Regions from separate parts of the Mus musculus genome. Here region 1 is linked to region 2. Evidence: chromatin contacts called from public Hi-C data. All regions are on one chromosome and are shown on one strand. Each heading gives the region's core, a stretch centred on a gene start, on an enhancer-like site or on the middle of the called end of the contact. The rest is flanking DNA. Distances are from core to core; before and after follow the strand shown. Region 1 overlaps Rbms3 (RNA binding motif, single stranded interacting protein). Region 2 overlaps Rbms3 (RNA binding motif, single stranded interacting protein).

Region 1 (5,144 bases), core at 671-3,170, 310 kb after region 2:
GGACATGATAGGGACATGATAAGACATGATAAGGATATGATGAAGACATGACAGGACATGATGGGTCTTGATAGGACATGATTAGGATATGATAGGACATGATAGGACATGATAGGACATGATGGGGACATAATGGGGACATGACAGGACATGATGGGGACATAATAGGAACATAATAAGGAATGATGGAGACATGCTGGGGACATCATGAAGACAAATGTAGTGGACAAGTATTAGAATTTTAAAACATTTTAAACAAAATTAAAACAATGTTTTTGTAAGACTTTATTTATGAATATTTACTAAATTTGTTTCAATTTGACTCCTGTGTGTACTTGTGTGTGTGTACATGTCTGTGTATGTGTGTATACATGTGCAGAAGCCAAATGACAAACTTGGATATTGTTTATCAGAAGCCATTTACAAGGTCTCACTAAGACTGGGGATCACTGACTTAGGCTAGGCTGGTGGCTGCCTCTGCCTCCCTCCCAGTGGTGGGATTAGGAGTACATAGCTCACCTGTCTTGGCATTGTACTATCTGAGTTATCTCTCTGGCCCTTTAACACTTTAATTGAATTATATGTACATACCACCTATAGTCAATTGAAACACCCAAAACTTCTGTGTGCCTCTGTGGTCCCCCTCTCCTTAACTGGGCATTTTCTTAGTCTCTGTCCATTTTTCTTTTATATAAAACAATAGTCTTTGAATTCCACCCACCTAAAGAAACACAAAAGCATCTTTATTACTTTAAAAGTGTTCAAGGACTCTCTCTATTCCCTTCCCCCATCTCTCTCCACGTGCTCATGGCTGGCCTCTACTTCTCTACTTTCTCTGCTAGCCTCTCAACTCCCATTCTCATGCCCTGAATAAACTCTATTCTATACTCAAAAAAAAAAAAAAAAGTGTTCAAGGAACAAATGACTTTTTGCATAAGTGGATGCATACATACATGCACACAAGAATGAATGAATCTTCTAATGGTGAAAGAGATATGGCAAGATGAAAACTGTTTTAATTCATTTTGTATGCGGAACGGTCTGGTACACCATCAGCCCTTCCAAGTTCTGGGGTGATCGAGTGTCTGGCTTAACTTTCTCCTCCTGATAGCATCACTTTGAACTCTCTGCAGGCTTCCCTGCAAAAACCAGATCACCAGCAATGTCTTCCTTCAACTTCAGAAACCACACTTGCTTATGGTAGCACCTGCCTCCCATAGGTGTAACAGTGCCCCATTTCCACACATATTTATTCACACAAACAATAATGTCACATGTTCTATATGGTTCTGCGTGCCTGCTGTTTGCTCTCAGAGACAATGGTCACATTTCTGACTTAGCAAACTGTGCACATGTCTGGGTGTCTTCAACATAACTGTAGGGATGTAAGTCAGATTCACTGTAATGAATGAACTAACCTGGCCCATCAAGAGCAAGCTTCACAGGGATTGCTCCAGTCCTTTGGAAACCAATCCATCTCTCTTTCCATTGCAAAAAAAGGAGCTATTTAAATGTGTCACTTGTAGCTCCCTTTGGCCTGCCTGCCTTCTCCCTGGCCATCCAAGAAAGGCCTATGAATCTCCCAACCCCTAGGCATGTTGGTACATTCTTGGGTGGGGAGGGGGAATACAGATGTGGGCACATAGGCACAACCCTTTAGAGAACTACCTCTCTCTTAATTTAAAATTTGATTTTAAAAGCCTGACATCTTGGGCATGCTGACCCAGCTCGTTGCCAGGAGGCTGAAGAAAAGAAACATAAAACACAGAATCGCGAACCTAGTGTCCACCATCCTGACATTCAGCCATGTTTATAGCTATCCTGCAAAATGTCAGCCCCCCCCCCCCATAGCTGGAGATGCTTCCTTCTCTGAGCCTTTCTACCCTCTGCCACACAGTCCAACTTCAAACGGCCGCCAGTAAACGGCACTCTCCCAGCTCCAGCCCAGGCTGGATTCCAATCAACTTCTTGTAAATACCATTGAGCAAATCCATACCCTATGGGTTGTTTTTCATGGGCCTCTGGCCAAACGCTATTCACTGGGTCATTTATTATTTCTAGAAAAAAATGGAAACAATCCACACTAATAGTATAAATTATTGCACATCTTGAAGCAAGGCTCAAGCCTTCTTGTTGATTTAACAAAGGAACAGAAAAGAACCTTTGGTTGTCACACCCCCACACTGATTTATTAGACACTGTGATGCAGGAGTCAGAGAAGGGGAAGCACGGGGGGTGGAGGGTTGTATCACACCACCAGGATGTGTCCTAAAATCCTGGCACAACAATCTGGAGGACGGGTGAGACTGCATCCCAGGAAGACTACAGCAGAGATTTAAAGTCCAACAGATCAATACAAGCTGTATGTTTACCAAAAGAGAGGAAACCCCAGTTGTTCTAGAACAAACACAGAAGAGAGATGTCCAGATTAAATGGCATTTTCTACCATTGTTAAGTAGCTAATTCGATATTATCAGATTTGGGCCAACACAACGGCTTAGAGACCAAAGGTACCTGCCAACCTGGTAGCCAGCCTGAGGCCCTGAGTTCAATCCCTGGACCTGATGCATGTGATTCCCGACTCCTGTGAGTCGTTTTCCGACCTCCATACATGTGTGTGTCTCCATACACACATGTGTCTCCAGCATAAACACATCTGAAAGGTTAGATATTGGCAGCCTTGATGAGCATCTTGAGCCCAGGTCTCACATAGCTCAGAACACCAGTATGTGACACTGAAGGACTTCATTTGCTTGTCAAAAGGACAGGGTTTGAGTCCTATTGCTGGTCCTAAGTGAAGACATGACATTCTAAGTTGATTAGAACTCCTGCAATCACTGCTCAGCTGGGGGTTTTCGAGTAGAGAGCAAGGACGGGCCATTGACTTTTCACAGGAAGAGTTAATACAAGTGATCTGTCAATCATCCATCATCTACTCTAGAGACTTTACAAACAGGATAAAGCTGGCTCAAAATGTGGGTCGCCACAGTGACTGATCCTTTGGACATTGCCCACTGTCATCCTTGGGGGAGTTCCCTTGACCTGTAATTAATCCTACCTATCTTCTGCCTTTGCTCTCTCTCTCTCTCTCTCTCTCTCTCTCTCTCTCTCTCTCTCTCAATCTCTCTCTCAATCTCTCTCTCTCTCTCAATCTCTCTCTCTCTCAATCTCTCTCTCTCTCTCAATCTCTCTCTCTCTCTCTCTCTCTCTCTCTCTCTCTCTCCTCTCTCTCTCTCTCTCTCTCTCTCTCTCTCTCAGATAGATCTCCTAAAGTCCAGGTTGACCTCCAACTCTATGTAATCAGTTGTGATCCTGAACTTCTGGCTTTACCACATGGTCATGTGAATACTTCCTATGCAGACCACAAGGGCCAGTGCACCAAGGTGATGGCCTAAGGACAGTTTGCTTACATAAATCTTAGGCCATGGAATACGGGATAGTTCGTGTTTCTCAAACAGACTCATGGACTCATACTCATAGACATAGAATAACCCAAGTGAAATCAAGAGGCAGTTGCCATTAAACCTTCAAGTCTTTATGTTATGATCCAAAGGCTGGGAGCTAAGTGGTGCACACTCCCAAATCTCTCTCAGCCACCCATCACCACCTGAGATTCAGGGTCAATATGACTGAGGTCACATAGCACCAGGCTCACCGTAACTGAACCTACTTCCTGAAGGTGCGCAGTGAACAGAATGTAGTCCCCTCCCCGAGAAACCTTTAAGAGTAGACACTTTGCTTTGTCTACTGAGAACAAGCATCTTGCTTGGGATCCCCGCTGAACCCCCATTGTGTCCCATGGACAATGGTAACAATAACAAGCCCTTAGCCTGAAGGGCAGATCAAGGCCTCTTTCTCCACACCCCACCCCCACTCCATCCTCTCCTCTGGTAAAACCTATTAGGTCACCCTCGAGTCTGAGAGAGGGAGGAGGAGAGGAGAAAAGGCAGACAGCCTGGCTGCCAGAGCTCTCTAAGGCAGCTGGAGCCTTCCCAGAACTCTGCTCTGTCGTCAGCTTTGTCTGTCTGTCAGCCCCGCATGCAGGGCAGGAAAGCCGCAAGGCCATTTCTCTGCTGTTTGTCAGAGGATCATGAATTTGGGCTTTGGGATGATGACTTCCACAAGCCTGATGCTGCCTGCACCGAATCTCCCCATTAATTAGGTTGGAGCATAGGGGAGGGGCCGGGCATTAACGTGTCAGAGAGAACTTATTTTCTGAGCACAGTTATCTGCAAATCCTGGGTTGGAATTAGAGAATGAGACAGCAATGGCTGCCACTAAAAGCACCCATGATCACCATTCTGGGACCCTGTTCCCAGACTGCACAAGTTCGACCCAGACAAAAATCTCAGCATGGAGAAGGGGAAGTGGGCATAAAGGTCGTGTCGTTTGTTTTTTGTAGTTGTTTTTTGTTTGTTTACTCTTTTCATAGTTTTGGTTTTACTAGCCGCTCCTAGACTCTCATTGTAAAGCAGAGATGTGAAAGCCCAGGGTGAATTCACTCATCAGATGCCCCTGGACACACAGGACTACCAGGTACTGGGAATGAGAGGTGTTAACCATTCCCCAGCCCGCTAAGATAAACATAGACCCATCTACTGTGTTTGCTGTGTGTGGGCCTTCCACATCTTGGCGAGGCCAAGTCCATCTTCTCAGGTGACAGGCACAAACTCAGTGGGGATTCCTGCTCCACCAACCCACAACACCCTTACATCCCAGACCTTGCGTGTCTTTTCTGTCAATCACTGCTATTGTAGACTCGAGCCTCACTTGTGTGAGCTGTGTGTGTGTGTGTGTGTCTGTGTGTGTGCATGTGCATACCTGTTTGGCTATAGGTGCCCATTCTTCTGCATGTGGTGGCTGGAGGAGAGCTTTGGGCATCTTTATCACTTTTTGTGATATATGTGTGTGTGTGTGTGTGTGTGTGTGTGTGTGTGTGTGTGTGGTATGTGTATACACACATATATACATACATACATATGACAGGATCTCTCCTGCACTTGAAGTTCACTATTTCAAATAGGTTGGCTGGCCAGCAAGCTCCCAGTATCTCCCTGTCTACACCACCCCCACCTCCAGGCCCTGGGGTTCTTGGCTTACACAGCCATGTCCAGCATTTACTTGAGTGCTGAGGATTCAAATGT
Region 2 (5,124 bases), core at 1,853-4,352:
GTACATATTTGATGAGATGCAGAAAATTTTACAGATGAAAATTGGGTTTGTCTTGTCTCTCAGGAGAGATTAACAGAAGTCAAGTGAGATGTTTTGTATTAGTATTGATCTTACATTTTTATCATTTAAAAAGGAGAAATGAAACACATCAGCATCTTGTACCCCTATACAGAAGACAATGAGGCAAGTGTCAATTCATATAAACATGTAAACAAGGCCACCTGTCATCTGTGAGGTGTCTGTGGCGTCCACCCCTCACACAAATCCAACTGATCATGACCTGTGGCACCTCCATGAAGCCTCAATGACCCCGTGCACTTGACCCCGTGCACTTGTGAATTCGTTATTTTCACCCAAGGGGAAAAAATGCACGCAGCAAACCCCAGAAGAGCCAAAGAGCATCCTGAAGAGATTTAAACAGGTCACTACTATCAATTTGCCACCAGCTAACTCATCTTTTCTGCTTCTTACACTCCATGCTGAGCACCAAGTATAAACGTTACATCGCAGAGGTGAGTAGGGGTGAGTTCACACCCTGCATCTGTGCACAGTCATGATGAATAAAACAGCTGCCTCCCATGTGTGCTGAAGAGCTGAGGTAACTGTTGCAGAAATGGTATACGATTCCTAGAAACCAGTAACCTATAATTCTGACTTAAAAGATAACATTCCAGTAAAAATGATCTCAGGCTGTAGCGACATTTTCATCTTAAAATAGTTTTTAAGCTACTTTATTTTAATTCTGTGTGTGTGTGTGTGTGTGTGTGTGTGTGTGTGTACAAGTGCAGGTTCAGAGGTCAGATTTGGTCAGAGGGCACTGGATCTGGAGCTGCAGTCACAGGTGGCCATGAGCTGCCTGATGTAAGTGCTGGGAACCGAACTCAGATCCTTTCCAAGAGCAGCAGGGGCTCTTAAACCCAGACCCATCTCTCCAGCTTCCATCCTTATCCCCTTAATGGCCATCATTGATAATTTACATTTCTAACTAACTCAGGGCTGGAAAGGACTAGAAGACCAGAGACTGTATTCATCACAGACACACACATTTCATGATTTACAGATGCGTAAGAGTAAAGACAAAGTGTGTGGTGGATACAGAAGGAAACAAAGTGTCAAGTATCCGCTCCTATGAATTCCTGTTCCGCCCCTGAGAAGTCCCATGGCCAAGGAGCCTCAGAAATCCTCCCAAGCTTCCAGAGGAGTTAGAGCAATGCTATGAGAGACCTTGCCAAGAAAGGCTACTACTGCTTCCTTCTTAGAGGTCATAGATTAGGAGTGTAGGGGTACTCATAGATACACTTAAAGTCCAAAGCAAGTTATATAATATATAATGATTATAAATTCTTGATTTACCACGGTACCCATAAATATAATTTTCCAGGACAGAATTAAGTTAGAACATACTAGTACATGGACTATGAGCTAAGCTGCAGAAAACCCAGTATCTTCAGGACATAGAAGACAGAGAAATTAATAATTTTCATGTACCTTTTGGACTTCTGCTATCAAAGTATTTGACATAAAATTGAAATTAAATATTTCACACAAGGAGAAATTTTAATTTAATATGACTCCATAAATTTGATGTTATTAAAAATGATTCAAAATGAAAGTTTTAGTAAGTGGAAAATGATGATATTATGATGGTAGATGGGGAGAGAGAAAAATAGTGTAGGGACATGATTTACTCATAAATAAAACAACCAGAAGACACACGCACACACATACAAACACACACACACAGTTGCTGTTGTTGTTTGTTTATATAGGTCCCATATAGGCCTGCTGACTTCCGTCATTATGTAGCTGAGGCTGCTCTAGAATTCTTGATTCTTGTATCCAACCTCCCAAGTCCTAGGATCATCACCAGGTCAATCTATGAGTGCCAGGGATTGAACCCTGCAGACACTCTACCAACTAAGCCATGCCTCAATCCCTAGATATCTACATCAGCAGTCGATCATTGCCAAAGTCATAAAGTATTAATATGAGCAGAGTCACAGCCTTAGAGAGAAAGCACTGGTCAGGATTCTCCAGAGAAACAAAACCCAAAGAACATATGCAAATGAACAGACAGAGATGGCTAGATTGATACAGAGCTTATGTAGAGAGAGGTATAATTATATACCTGCAAACTGGGTTTACTTTGAGATTAAACTCTTAAAGCCACAGAGGCAGAGTCTCCCCATGTACTGGCTGCAATCTGGAAACCCAGAAAGAGCAATGGTATAATCCTGTTTTAGGATAAAAGACAGAGATCCTGGGAGTTAAATCTCAGAGTCTGAGATCCGAGCCCTTCATATCCAAGGCTAGGAGAGAAGATAACTACCTCAGCAGCTACAGGTGAGGAGCCAATTACTCTCTGCTCTACTGTTTGTCCTCTTCAGCTCCTTAGAACATTGATGAGATCTGCCTACATCAGCTAGGGTGGAGCTTTGTGCCTCAGTCTACCAACCCCAGTCTGGGCACCTTTGAGAAACACCCTCAGACACAAGCACCTCAAGAATGCTTTGCCAGCTGCCTGGACATCCTTCACCCCAGTCAGGCTAGCACCTTACTCATCATGAGTAAGGGTGGTATGAACACTCTTTCTGCAAACCCTGACAACACCCCTTTCCTTTAGGTAATAAATAAGAATACAAATGATGGAAAGTTTTCTGGCCTTTTAAGTTGTGGTCTTTCTTCTTGGAACACACACACACACACACAAGTAACCATAAAATGCTCACCCAAGAGACCAGTTGCTTACAAGCCACCCAAAGATATAGGAACAGTTCCATCAGTTGGCTCTTTAGTCCCTTTAGTGATTTTGCCAATATTCACTTCTGCATTGCTCAGTTATGTTCTTGCTTTGCATCATTATTTTCCTCTCCTCAGGCCCTAGTCTCTGGCCAGATGTTTGCTCTAACCACAAAAGGCAATAGTTACTAGCTAATTCCCATGATGACTGACCTTGTCCAAAGTTTAAGACCATCCATCCTATTTATTAGGTTAAGATGAGGGTGTGCCAAAGATTAGAGAGAGGCTGTGGTCATGGGAAGACAGCGACCCTGGGAAGAGACCTGGACCCTGGCCCAGCCTCTGCCATCAGTTCATTCCAAGATCTTGAGTTAGCTGCTTGACCCCTCTTGGCACTGGAGTTCCTGCATCTGTTGGTGTAGGGTGTAGGTGGCCTCTGTAGTCCCTTCCGATCCAAGTTATTATGCTTGTGTACATCAAGCAACCTCTTGGGCCATGTTCCAAGTTCCTTAGAGACTAGGACCATGGTCAAACTGTCTACACTCCAGCCAAGCACACAGACGCAAAACACTGAAACTCCCCTTCCAAACGTAGTCAGAACAGCTCAATGAGCCAAAAAATGAGGAAAAAGATCATTTCTAGGACCAGATGAAGGGCTGTACTCGACAGTAGGCCAAAATCACATGTCAAATTTGTAAACACAAGGTCACAAATCAAATCCAGCCCCAATAAACAGGGTGATGTTAAGCTCTGGGTCAGGTTACATCTGGGGTTTGATGATGGCAGAAACGGCTGTCACCGCAGTTACTGCACTGAAAGAAACCACCTAGTGCTTGGGAAAGTTACAGAAAAACTTGGACTTAAAATGTCCTGGGTTCTGTTTATCACTGCATCAAGTGGGTGACACAGGGTGAAGTATGCCAGTTTAGGGAAAATGATTAGAAAGCAGAGAGAGAAAGGCACTCTATCTATCTTCATCAGAAACAGAGTCGCCGCTTTTTATAAGCATGGAAAGTTTTAGGTCATGTCCCTTAGCAGAAGCATGTCTCAAACTTTACTTTTTTATATCGACACATCATTTTACCAGAGCATCTTAATGTTTCCATGGCATTGATAGAAGAACAATATCCATGAGAGGCAGGAAATTCTTCTCGTTCCAGAATGTCATCGGGTTAAGAATGTTTATGGCTCGTGGATTAATTCTATTAAACAGATGATAATGGCTTGGCTCAGAGAATTCGGATTGCTTGCCTCTTTCACCACAAGAAAATGAACATCACGAACACAGACACAGCGTCTTCTTTCTTTACTAGCTCATCCTGAGTTTATACAGCAACGGTTAACACAGAGTAGGTCCTCAGGTACCTTCTGATGAGGGGATAGATTTCCACGGTGCACGCTATCACAGCTTGACTGTAATGAAAAATAAATTGGAAGTTGACCATTTTCACAGGTATAGCAGAGAGCACTCCATAATAAAACAGGGAAGGGAAGCTGCAGAGGCTTGATGACGTACATCCCTCAAGAAGGATGCTTGAGACTCAGCCTTAGCTTTGCTTCTTTGTTCTGGTGGGTTTGTTTTTAATGTTGAGAGGCATGACCTGATAATTAAGATTGTCAAGGAAACTCACCAGAGGGAGTTGGGACTTTGTTTCCCACCTTTGTGTTGTGGATTCCTTTTCCTTCTTTAAAGAAAAGATTTTGCTTTATTTTAAAATATGTGTATACATGTGTGGAGTGTGTGCATGTGTGTGCACGAGTGAAGTGCTTATGGAGTCCACAAGAGGGCATTCATTCTCCTGGAGCTGAAGTTACAACAAGTGAGTGGTGAACCCCCATGTAGGTTCTGGGGAATGAACTCTGAGCCACTGCAAAAGTAGCAAGTGCTCACATTGCTGAGCCATGTCTCGAGGGCCACTGTTGTGTTTAATGCAGCAATGAACCTATTCCTTTTGAGCAGGGAGAGCTCTCATTGCTTCTGTTCACTATACTGCAACGAAGAGAATGGGCAAGAGGCAGATTGACTGATGCTGTTCGCCACATTGGTTACTCCTAATCCTGAGGTCTTTGGTGACTCCTTTTTACTTTCTGAGTTTTAAGTTTTCACAGTCTGTACTCATTACTTGTCTATTGCCGTGATTGAAACATCATTAGCAAGACAACTTACAAAAAAAAGTTCATTTTGGTTTATGATTCTTGAGCATTAAGTATCCATGATGGAGTGTGGCCATGGTGGCAGGCAGGCAAGGTGACTGCAGCTGGCTCAAGAGCTCATACCTTAACCACAAACAAGAAGCAGAGAAGGAAAACCTGAGATGGTGTCATTCTTTCAACTTTCAAAGGCTGCCCCTGGTGACATACTTCCTCCCCAAAGGCTGCCCCTGA

What was found. Hi-C and Micro-C count contacts between places; a contact is called where the count stands out from the background.
Region 1: a contact with region 2 is called in a Hi-C map of uterus, with 3 times the contacts expected there. The contact joins two enhancer-like sites. A contact is called at or near these places in 3 of 484 Hi-C or Micro-C datasets (adipose-derived mesenchymal stem cells and uterus).

The regions. Positions count from the first base shown.
Region 1 is chr9:117,159,396-117,164,539 of GRCm38.p6, forward strand. The region is part of intron 1 of Rbms3 (RNA binding motif, single stranded interacting protein); the gene reads right to left. Among named protein-coding and RNA genes, the nearest start is that of Gm39452, 32 kb to the right of the region's middle. Within about 2 kb of position 1,921, at least 8 of the 459 cell types and tissues checked have an H3K27ac peak or open chromatin away from gene starts, as enhancers often do. A contact at or near this core is called in uterus, where this site is marked.
Region 2 is chr9:116,844,474-116,849,597 of GRCm38.p6, forward strand. All of the region lies in intron 4 of Rbms3 (RNA binding motif, single stranded interacting protein), which reads right to left. Among named protein-coding and RNA genes, the nearest start is that of Gm39449, 320 kb to the left of the region's middle. Within about 2 kb of position 3,103, at least 37 of the 459 cell types and tissues checked have an H3K27ac peak or open chromatin away from gene starts, as enhancers often do. A contact at or near this core is called in uterus, where this site is marked.